Regions from separate parts of the Pan troglodytes genome. Here region 1 is linked to region 2. Evidence: chromatin contacts called from public Hi-C data. All regions are on one chromosome and are shown on one strand. The core of a region is the stretch at or near the end of the contact, and the rest is flanking DNA. Distances in the headings are between cores, read along the strand shown. Region 1 holds the start of PCDH9 (protocadherin 9). Region 2 overlaps PCDH9 (protocadherin 9).

Region 1 (5,251 bases), core at 1,070-3,569, 810 kb after region 2:
TTATTTTGATCAGCCTGAAGAAATCATTGGGGAGGATCACCACCTCAAGTTCAAAGAAACACTCATTCTCCTCAGCATATGAGGCGCCAGCACAGAGTTTTTCTCTGTCTATTCTGTTGGAGGTTGTGAAAATTTCCCCAGTGCTGCTGGATACTTTCACCAAAGGGGCATCCCCAGCTTTAGAAACCAGTCTGTAGACAAGGCTGGCGCTGGTCCCTGTGGCAGCATTGATGTGAGAAATGTTCAGATCCTTTGGTATGTTTCCTATGGGCACATTTTCAGGCAATTCCTCTCTAATAGTGTAAATAAGTTCTTGAGCTATTGCGGAATCCAGCCTTAAACAGGCAATCAGAGCAGCCAACAGGTAAAAATCCCTCAGGTCCATGATAATGTATTTATTTTCTTTTCCTGGATTTTAGGGTTTAAAGGTTTCCACTGAGGAATGATGCACAAATTGCAAGAGGAAGCGTGCATGGACTGGAGGATGCATTATATCTCATCACTTATTTGGAGACAGCCACTGTCAACACAATCGTATAGACAATATTATTCTTCAGTAAATAAAAACACACCGTCACAAAATATCACCACACATTTTCCCCTGAACATTAGTAAACATGGCAGTTTGCTCTGCCACTGTTTGCAAGTTTACTCTGTGGAGAAAAACACTAAATATCTCCTGCTGGTTGCATTTGCCGGGAGAAAATAAAATTTTCTACTTTAGAATTAAGGACAGCTGCTATTTTTACCTATATTCACGCACGTTGTTTTTCAGAATACTGTTTAATTCAAAACATGCATTCTTGTTCTCCTCTTCCCCTCCCCCTGTCTCACCCTCCTCCTAGCCTCTAACCTACCTCCCTCAGTCTTTTTAGGTGCAAGTGAAAAACACTAAGTATTTAGCTACGGTTCCTGCTAATTGCTTTGTCACATGTCAAATGTGTTTTCTTCTCTGCCCCACTGAGTCACCTATCTTTTCTAAAAAGGCTATCTTTTTCTTTCCTCCCAGTTCTTCAACTGCCTTCTAATACAATCTTACTGGGAAACGAGCATCCGGACATGCCGCTGCAGCAGCATCAGAAGCAATAGTCACCGGCCACTACACATCCTCATTGCCTAAAAGCACAACAACAAGACTTCAGATTTCTTGCCCACAGCTTGCTCTCCTTTCTCCATATTGACAAATTATCCTCATTAGGATTCATAAACACATTGAAACTTTAAAAAATGTATAATAATATAGGATTCCTTTTCCTAGAGGTGGAAGAGAGTGCCGAGATATAAGTGAAACGCAGCTAATATTCCCATGTAACATCACAATATTTTCTACTGAACATAAAAGAGAAAAAAATGCAATTTCTTAATCCTGATCTCTGGTTAGAATATTAGTAACATTTGCCACACATAAATACTGCAACCCAATCATGCAGGTAAAAAGGCTTCTGCTTAGATAACTGCAGTTTAAATGGGTGCAAGGCTCCAGGCAGCTACCTACTTGAGTAGGACTGGTCAGTTCTCAGGCTCTAATCTTATCTGCATTAGGCTGCACAGTAGCTGATGCCCGCGATTAGTTCCGGCAGAGTGATGCAGGTAGGGATGCAGATACAGCCGAGTAGGTGAGCTCTGCCCCAACCGTCTACCCAATTACAAGCATCTTTCGCCTACACTGAGGACACATCTAAACACAGAATGTACAATTGTGCATGCGAAACTTTACACTTACGTTAGTTGCCTCAACCTTTCCCCTTTCCCGGTATGCTGCAGTTAGGAATGATTTGTTCCAACACATAGAAAGCCATGCATCTGGTAGCACCAGTTTGGGGAGAAATCAGAAGCAGCAAAATGTTTCCTCCTTGTAAAATGTGTTGCTTCGGGCTGGCAAATTAGCAACTCCAGAGAACAAATTCACGGATTTGTCGTTAGTCATTCTCTCCACATTTCGTCTCTCTTACCCACTGGGTCTGGGTTTTTCTGGGCATTTAGCACACACACAACATCCAGTTGCACTTCTTCAGCTCAGGGATATTTTCCACAGCAGCATGCATACCATTTCCATCCGATGCCAATACTGCTTAAGTCTCTAACTTCTTGTAGGAAACGTCAGAGTTGCGGCGATGATGATTCTCTGACAGCTATCCGGGTGACAGTTGCCCGAAAAATTCCTAATCGGTTATCTCTTGCGTGCTTCAGAGACTCTGAGGCGCTCCTTTCCGTCTCGCGTGCTCTCCCTCTCTCCCTTCTCCTCTGCCCCTCTCTCCTTCTCCCTCTCCTCTCTCTGAACTGAATTTCTTGGTATAACTCTCAATAAGCCCAGAGGGAGGGCGTGACTGCCCAGGCCCCGCCCCCGGGCTCTGATTGGCCTGCATCTTGCGGTGCGGGCGGCCGCAGCCCGGCGCGAAGGAGGGAGCGCGGAACAAGGCGCTGAGGGTCTCCCAGCCTCCCCTCCTCCGCGCCCCGTCGGCAGCAGCGAAAACCCGGAAATCTGATCCTGGCCCCAGGAGAGCCGGGTTCTATGAGGTGCACTGAGCATGCTCTGCAGGGTCCGGCGTTGGGAGGGACGCGCTGGCGCTCCCCAGGCCCGCGCGGAAGCGGCGCTCGCAGGCGCTGAAAGCGAGCGACCCTCCGAGCCCGGGCGGTCCGGCGGGCAAGGGCGGCGCGGGAGCCCCGCAGGGCGCGGGCGCGGATCCGGGGAACCAGGGCCACCGCTGCGGGCGGATGGGGGTCACCGAGGCGGCTCGTCTCCAGGCGCACACTTCGCACATCTCTTTGCTAAGTGAAGGGGCCAAAATGCACAGATGGGGGAGTCTACCCAGGAACAGAGGCGCGAGACGTATAGCCACCCCTGGGTTGGGAGCACGAGCCAGCAGATCCCCGGAGCGCGTTAAACGGCCAACATGCCCGGTGCTGCAAATACAGACTTTTGCTGGCAGGGACATTGGAAAGAAGGGCGGAGAGGGAGTACAGCGAAAGGTGGGGACCGCAGAATTTGGAATCTCTGCGGAGACCGGAAAGAAAATTAATCGGAGCACTTCCTACATGCAGAGCCACGGAAACTGCCTTGGAAAGAGAAAGTGGCAGCGTCTGGGTCCCCTCGGTCAGCCCGGGCCAGTCGGCTGCGCGTGCGAAGTCTCCTCTAGCGGAGCGGGACCGGCCGCGGCGGTGGATCGTGGCGGTCCCTGCACTTCTGCTCCAGCCGCGCCTGGAAACCTGAGCCCGGACTCGCCGCTGCTGCAAAACCCGCTTCCAGCCCACCTCACTGCGAACTTTGCTTCCGAGGGGCTGGAAGGAGTCCCAGGCAGCTGTTTCCCAAGCTGTGGAACACTTCCTTTCCCCTAGGCACTTTCTGCTGATTCCAACTTTCTTTCCTGTGATTTTCGTCTTTTCCCGTGCATTTCATTTCTCCGACTCCAGCTCTGTACTAAATCCTCACAAGTTTCTCGTTTTCATACAGGAACTGGATGGAATGACTCCCCAAAAAATACAGCTTTATTTCTCAAATACTGACCCCCAAAGCACTATCTAGTAATATATTTGATTGATCTTTTAAAGTCAGTAAACCACAAAGGTTTGTGTAATGGCTTGTACTTAACGCCTGATACCTGAGTAAAGTTTGAAGCATTAACATAGGAACAGTTCACTTGCAACAAAAATTTATTTTCTGAATGACCTATAAAGGTTGTCAGAGAAGGTCTTAGTACATGATTGAATAACTTGGTCTAACTTACAGGAAGAATAAAGGGCATTTATTTTAAACCTGTGTGTTCCCCATTCTATAATGGGCTGCCTAGGCATTAAAGGCTCTTGACATACTTAAGCTCTTGACTGAGGGCGTGTTGGAGATTACCCCTTGTTTTTGAGTACAATAGTTTTGTTTGCTTTTTTTCTTTTTTAAGTAACATTTGTTTTTAGACGTTTAAATGAAAAGTAAAAAAAAAAAACACGAATCAAGCTTACTAAGCCATATATTGAATAAATAATGACATGATTTAACCAACTAATTTGACATCACAATTTTCCAACATGAAATTGTAAGCTCTTTTTAATTCAAACTTTTCTTTGAGTTAATATTCACAGTTCAACTGCAGTGTCTAAAAGCCCACTGTAAAATCCATTAATCCCTTATATGTAAAATATAAAATACTTTCCTTGCAGATAATAGACTGATATTTTTAAATAGCAAAGCAACTTTTATTATAGTAATATTTTGTATGATTAGAGTATATAAAATTCAAGAATAGAAAGGACTTATAAGTATCCCAAAGTCAAAAGAAAAATATTGCCTCACAGAATAATGTCAGTGAATGAAAGGATGATTCTTTTATCTTACCACAGTAAACGATCATTTTGCCATTCACAAAATCTACAATTAAAGCTAGTACATTGTTCCAATTGTCACCTATTTTATGCACTGCACTGTTTTTAAATAAATGAACCATCATTGTGATACATTTACAATAAACATAGCAGCACAGCCACTTTCCAGTTCATTTCATAAGCACCACAGTTATATCATATTCTTATTCTAATCATACCGTAGTCATTTCAAAGTCATGTTGTAGTCGCAACACATAGCTTAGCAATAATTATTTAACATCATTATTAAACGGAGTTGTTTCTCTTTGCTAAGGATAGCTTCACGTGTTGGCAGAACCCATTATTACCTCCTGCTCATAAATGAAATCTTAGTTTGAACACAAGATGAAGGTTAGAGAAGAGAAAAAAAAAATCATCACATGATTCAATTAATGACTATGAGACTTCAATTAAAGAAAACCACAGGTCAAAGCCCCAGAATGAAATATGTCTAGATTCTTTTCAAAGGAGATGGAGTTCCAGAGACAAATAGAGCTATGGACTCAGGGCATTATATCCTTTAGGTGTTTATTTGGCATTATCTGAACGACTGAGATTCCTTAATGTTCTCAGTTTTACCTCTTAAATCTAGAATAGTTGAGGCTGGTTTGCCCTATAATAATCCGACTTCTAAACTCTAAAATGACAACTATTATTAGAGATCTTATTAATATTCCTAGAGGAAAATTAAATATAAAGGGTCATATTCCTAACCCTGTGTTATCACAACTTAAGGTTTCTTCCCAAAACACTATATAAATCATTTTCATAATGAGAGCTGTTCATAATCTACCTCTCCAATATTTTTTAAGTTAGGTCTGTGTAATTATGAATCAGGAAAATATTCTTAATTTCAGTTTTTGTAAGGGAACACCTATTTGTTTTTATGCTGTGTTTT
Region 2 (5,135 bases), core at 1,166-3,665:
TAACATACTGTAAAACCAGATTCATAATCCATCCTCTTTCCATTTTTTTATTCCTTGTATGCTATTTAGATATTATGTCTATACAGTAAAATTGTTTTTAAAGAAATAAATGATATTTGTTTTCATCACAGACACCTGATAAAAATGGGCTGACATTTGCACTTAAGCAAATTTACTGATCCTAAATGGATAAATCTCAGTAAAATATGAGGCAAACACATAACACAGATAGCTACTTTTTTTCCATTTCCATTTGCTCTATTTTTTTCTTTCTTCTCCTCCATCTCCCCTCATCTTGAGTCAATCATCTTATTAAACACTCTGCTTATCACTTCTTCATTTCTCTTTATTATTCTCATATAAAAGATTTAACCTAGCACCAGTTTTCAAGATGTTGTTTGCAATAAGAAACTGTTGCAAATAACTGGTGGTTGCTGTGATAGCAAAATTTGCATTTGCACAGTTTACAAATGCATCTTCCTTTGCAGAGATACTTAGCTATGATTGAACAAACCATTTTTCATAGCACATTTCCTTCTAAATACATAGGTTGTGTATATGGGCACCGACCAAAGGATTTCAAGGAGAACATAAAGTGTTTTTATCCATAGATCATCTGAACAGAAAAATAGATTATTTAAATGTTATAAGGAGAAGGTGCCAAATACTCATCTCCCCTTGATCTGAGGGAGCAAGGAACGTTAGAAGTTATTACATTGCTACAGAGGGTGACTGAGCATGAACCAAAGGCTGCATTAAAGATGCAATGACTTTACTCTGGCCTTCAAAAGGAAAGGTGTATGTGTCCATATATAGGAGGACAGAATGTTTCTACCTGTTATCATCAGTATTTTCCAAATCTAACCGTAATTTAAACCTTGGAGTCTTATAAATGTGGCAACCGTATGTCTTGGCCTCTCCAGGATGGAGCTGGTTTATAATGGTTAATCTAGAGTAATGATTATTAGTGCCCCCTTTTACTCCTCCAAATGCCCTAGTTTCAAAGATAAATTACATGGAGACATTATGTATAAGGGGACTGATTTGGAATGGAATAAGTCAGGGAGGAGGTGATGCTAGAGAGAGATTATTTTAATAGTGGTTGGCTAAAATATGTTCTGTGGTTTTGTTGCCAGTGTGCTGTACTTATGAAGAAGTTAGCTGACTGTCTTGCTGCTTTGGGCATGCAGGATTGTGGATAGTAAAAGGTACAATTTGTTTCTCTCTCTAAGAGGAAAAAAGAGAAGGGCTTCTTCAAGCAGTGCCGACCTTGGATTAAGCATCAGATGAATGCAGGAGAAACACATGGGCTTTGGCATCAGATGAATGTGGTTCACCTTTGTTCTGACAAGTAGCAGCTGTGAGACTTGGGCAAGTTTTAATTAGACTCTTGCCCTAAGCCCCAGATTCTTCAGCGATGAAACAAGATGACTATATGGACACCTTCCAGAATTGCTGGGAAGTTTGCAGACAATATTTGTGATGCACACAGTCAATGTAAAAACTGCTCCTGTTACTACTAGACTATAAGCACACATCAAGCATTACTGACAACTAATATTTACTGTAACGCTTCCCATTAAGGTTTGACTTAGGCTCCTTACTTTCATTATGTAACATAAACTTCAAAAAAGTGATTATGATCTGTAATTTACCCCTGAGAAAATTGTGACTCAGAGAATTTACTACACATATTCATCTTCGTGTGGCTTGTAACTGGTCCAATTAGGATCACAGTTTAGCTTTGTTTAAACACAAAGTTATATTCTTAATCTATGCATTACTTAGAAATTAAACCCTGTAAAGAGGACCTGGTGTTTTCATTCACCACTGAATCATCAGCACCTAGATGGTGCAAAAACAAACAAATAACTAAAACAACCATAGAAATTAAGCATTAATGACAGCAAAATGCATATATATATATTAAATTAATAAATGCCAATAAGCTGTAGATTCCTTCATCATGTTTTTATCTGATATCATCAATTTTTTTGTTTCAAATACATATAAGAGGTTTTTTAGCTGCAGAAAAATTTCTATTTTCTCTGATTCAGCAAAACCATATACAGTGGTTTAGAAAGAAGTACCCAAGAGGCAGCTAAAGAAAGCAGTACCTTAGCAAAACAAGGTTTATGTGCTCATCTCAGAAACAAGGCACAGATCTCACTTATAGTCTAAAAGACACACTTAAAAGCATTAGAGGGTAAAACCTCTCCACTGAAGCAATGTCCTACTACTAAATGACTTTCATCATTTCTCCTCGGAGATGGGAAACTTTTCAAAGTTTAAAATGCTAGTAATACTAACAAAGCAATGAAAAAGGCAGCAATAAATATGCTCAAGCGTAAATACATCTGAGAGAGAAGAAAATGTTCCAGGAAGAGGCTTAGGAATGCTCCCTGACAGAATCTCTTTCTTCTAATCTATGTTCACTCTTGCATGCTAAATACTGTGTTCAATAAGGGACACAGGTTTGGACTCACTAATAGCCTTTCTTTGTTATTCTAAATTTATTCTATAACTCCGTAGCAGAGAAGAACCAATTGTGTGGTCTGGCCTTAGGCAGCATTCATCCCATCCTAGTCATGGGGGAGTCCTGAGGAGGGGGGTGTTGTTTTTTAATGTTGTTGCTGTAGCTGTAATTTCCATGTAGGTATAAAACTTAATTTAGAACATTTCAAGGCATCACATCTTAAACACTTCATTGAGGCATCTACAACATTCATAGGAAGATTGCTTTCAGTTTAACTCATTATAAAATATTAGAAGCGATCTACAATTACCACTAATTTTTAACATGAAAACTTATTATGTTGAGCATTTAACATAAAGAACTGTAATCCATCAGTTTTGGTATTCTTGACATCCCTGATTATTTAAAATAAAACAAATTATTATTTTTTTAGACACTGGGAAAAAAATCCCTCTGATGGCTCTCTTTACACCTTAAAACTACATGTACTTTAATAATATAAGGCAACTTCATTTAAGTAGTCTATCATATTTCAGTGTTTTAAACATTGTTAAAGAATATAAGTCAGGTTCACTAGAATGCAGTGGATTGTATGATTGAGACAAACAATTCTGATTTTAAACAAAATTCAAGTGAATATCCTCAACAGAAACAAAGTTTTATCAGCAGGGATCACTTTTGAAGGGCAGAGAAGCAGCAGGAACTTTGGTATGATTACTGAGGAATTGTCTCCATTCCCAATTTCCTTAACAGGGATGACAGAACTTAAATGTTAGTAAATGTAACATAAAATAACTACTTTTTCTCTGGATATACATTTTCATAAACAGGAGCTAAGTAAGCTAGAATCATGGATACACATGGATACATTTTGGCTTATATTCCTTAAAAAATTGGAAATGTTAAACATAATTACAGTCTTTGGTTTTAGTTTGTTTTACTTTCATTAAATAGTAGAACCTACTATAAACATTTGGATAGCTCCTTGTGAATGCCTAGTTGCTTTGAGTCTTGAACAACCAAATGCAAATGCACATATTTTTCTCTTCTTCCTATCCCACACTGCTTTCCCCCACTCTCTTTGTCTTTTTCTTCTTCTGCCTTTTTTTTTTTCAAATAGTAATTATGGAAGTCACGTACACAAAATCACTGAATAGGCTTAAGTTAACTGGCATTAGGTAGTAAACATTTTCCAGTTTCAAAATTACTATTTCTGTTTCACTTGATAAATTTTAGCTTTTACGATTTTTCTGGGGAGGAAAAAAAGTCTGTACTGACATATAAGGACAAAAATCTTCCTACTTCTAAGGCTATAGAAACATATTGAGGAGATTCTGTGAAGTAAAGCAGACAGTATAGAAATGCTTCCTATGTAAGGATTAGGTAATATAATGGAAAGAATACATACAAGAATAGAATGAAATGGCAGGGAGAAAGAGGAAGAGATTAAAATAAGGATGACTATGTGTGGACTGGATTGGGTAGAGGCAGAGAGATTTAATGCTTGAATTCCATACAGACTTTGAGAAATGAAAAAAAAAGGAGCCAGGTGGCCAAAAAGAATTTTATAAGTATGAGAAAATAAATTCAGGGCATAAGATTTAAAATTTATGTCAATAGAAAAACATGTTTAACATTATGTTCCCTTACTGTGAATTCCATGGTCATTTAAACATGATTTCTGTATTTGCTGTATTTCAAATGCTAGATTTTGAAATACAGCAAATATCATATTTACATATTTACTTTGGTTTGCACTAATTGTTGTCCTCCCCCTTTTTTCCCTATGAAAACACATTTTGCATTGCAGAGGTAGCAAACTCTATACCTCCAGGAATTCTCTTCCACAATTAGCCTCACCATGAATGCTATAAGGTGTGCGGTATTTTCTACATCTGAACATTATTACAAATTCTCCGACTTAATAACATCTCTTTATCCCTAGGTGTTCCCTTAATTTGTCACCAGCACCGAAACTAGATTTCTCCAACATACTCATCCCCAAAATTGAAAGCCACTGGATTAAGAAAACCAGTTATTGTAATACCATTCAAGTTTAGACATAGGCTCATGGGTAATCTATATATTCAAGATCAGCTCATTTTTATTGCTGAATCATGAATTTGAGATGGGAAGCAGGACATGTTTGAGACATCTGTGCTCCCATCTATGGCATTCAACAACATCAGTACCTAATACGTTAGCTAGTCCTGCTGGTCTAAGTACAACCTTCCCTGCCCCAAATCCCTAGTAGACAGATATGCCTACTCCACATTCTGAAAAGTTAAACCTGGCAATCCTATTTTAAGGTTCCCAGTAGTCACCTAACAGCAGTGAGAAGCAGCAGCAGGAAAGAATGAGCTTTGTCTGCCTTTCCCCTCTCCTGAGCAGATGGTTGGCTAAAACTCACTTCACACGGGAAATCAATTTTAGATTTTTAACTTGGATATAAAGTAACAAATATAACTGCCAAGTATGAGAAAAATAGCCTTTGTGTTTATTTTTATCTGTTATTGTAATAATGGAAAGATGAAAAATAGAAGTGTATTTCTGAAGTCTTTATTCTTCCTTTTTTTAAAAAAAAAAAAGCTCAATGGAAATTTTTAAAATGACATCTTGAGGAGGGCTTCAATGGAGAAATGTGATTCTCTATATAAGG

What was found. A called contact is a pair of places that touch in the nucleus more often than the background predicts.
Region 1: a contact with region 2 is called in a Hi-C map of stem cell-derived neural progenitor cells, with 2.5 times the contacts expected there. The contact joins the promoter of PCDH9 here to the enhancer-like site in region 2. A contact is called at or near these places in 1 of 7 Hi-C or Micro-C datasets (stem cell-derived neural progenitor cells) and 1 of 1 datasets of contacts at active chromatin or transcription factors (stem cell-derived excitatory neurons).

The regions. Positions count from the first base shown.
Region 1 is chr14:72,881,479-72,886,729 of NHGRI_mPanTro3-v2.0_pri, forward strand. It overlaps PCDH9 (protocadherin 9), which reads right to left and starts at 2,320. Exons shown (of 5, transcript XM_024348281.2): 1 at 1,724-2,320; 2 at 1-520. The coding sequence starts at 385.
Region 2 is chr14:72,067,981-72,073,115 of NHGRI_mPanTro3-v2.0_pri, forward strand. All of the region lies in intron 4 of PCDH9 (protocadherin 9), which reads right to left. Among named protein-coding and RNA genes, the nearest start is that of PCDH9, 810 kb to the right of the region's middle. Within about 2 kb of position 2,416, at least 7 of the 24 cell types and tissues checked have an H3K27ac peak or open chromatin away from gene starts, as enhancers often do. A contact at or near this core is called in stem cell-derived neural progenitor cells, where this site is marked.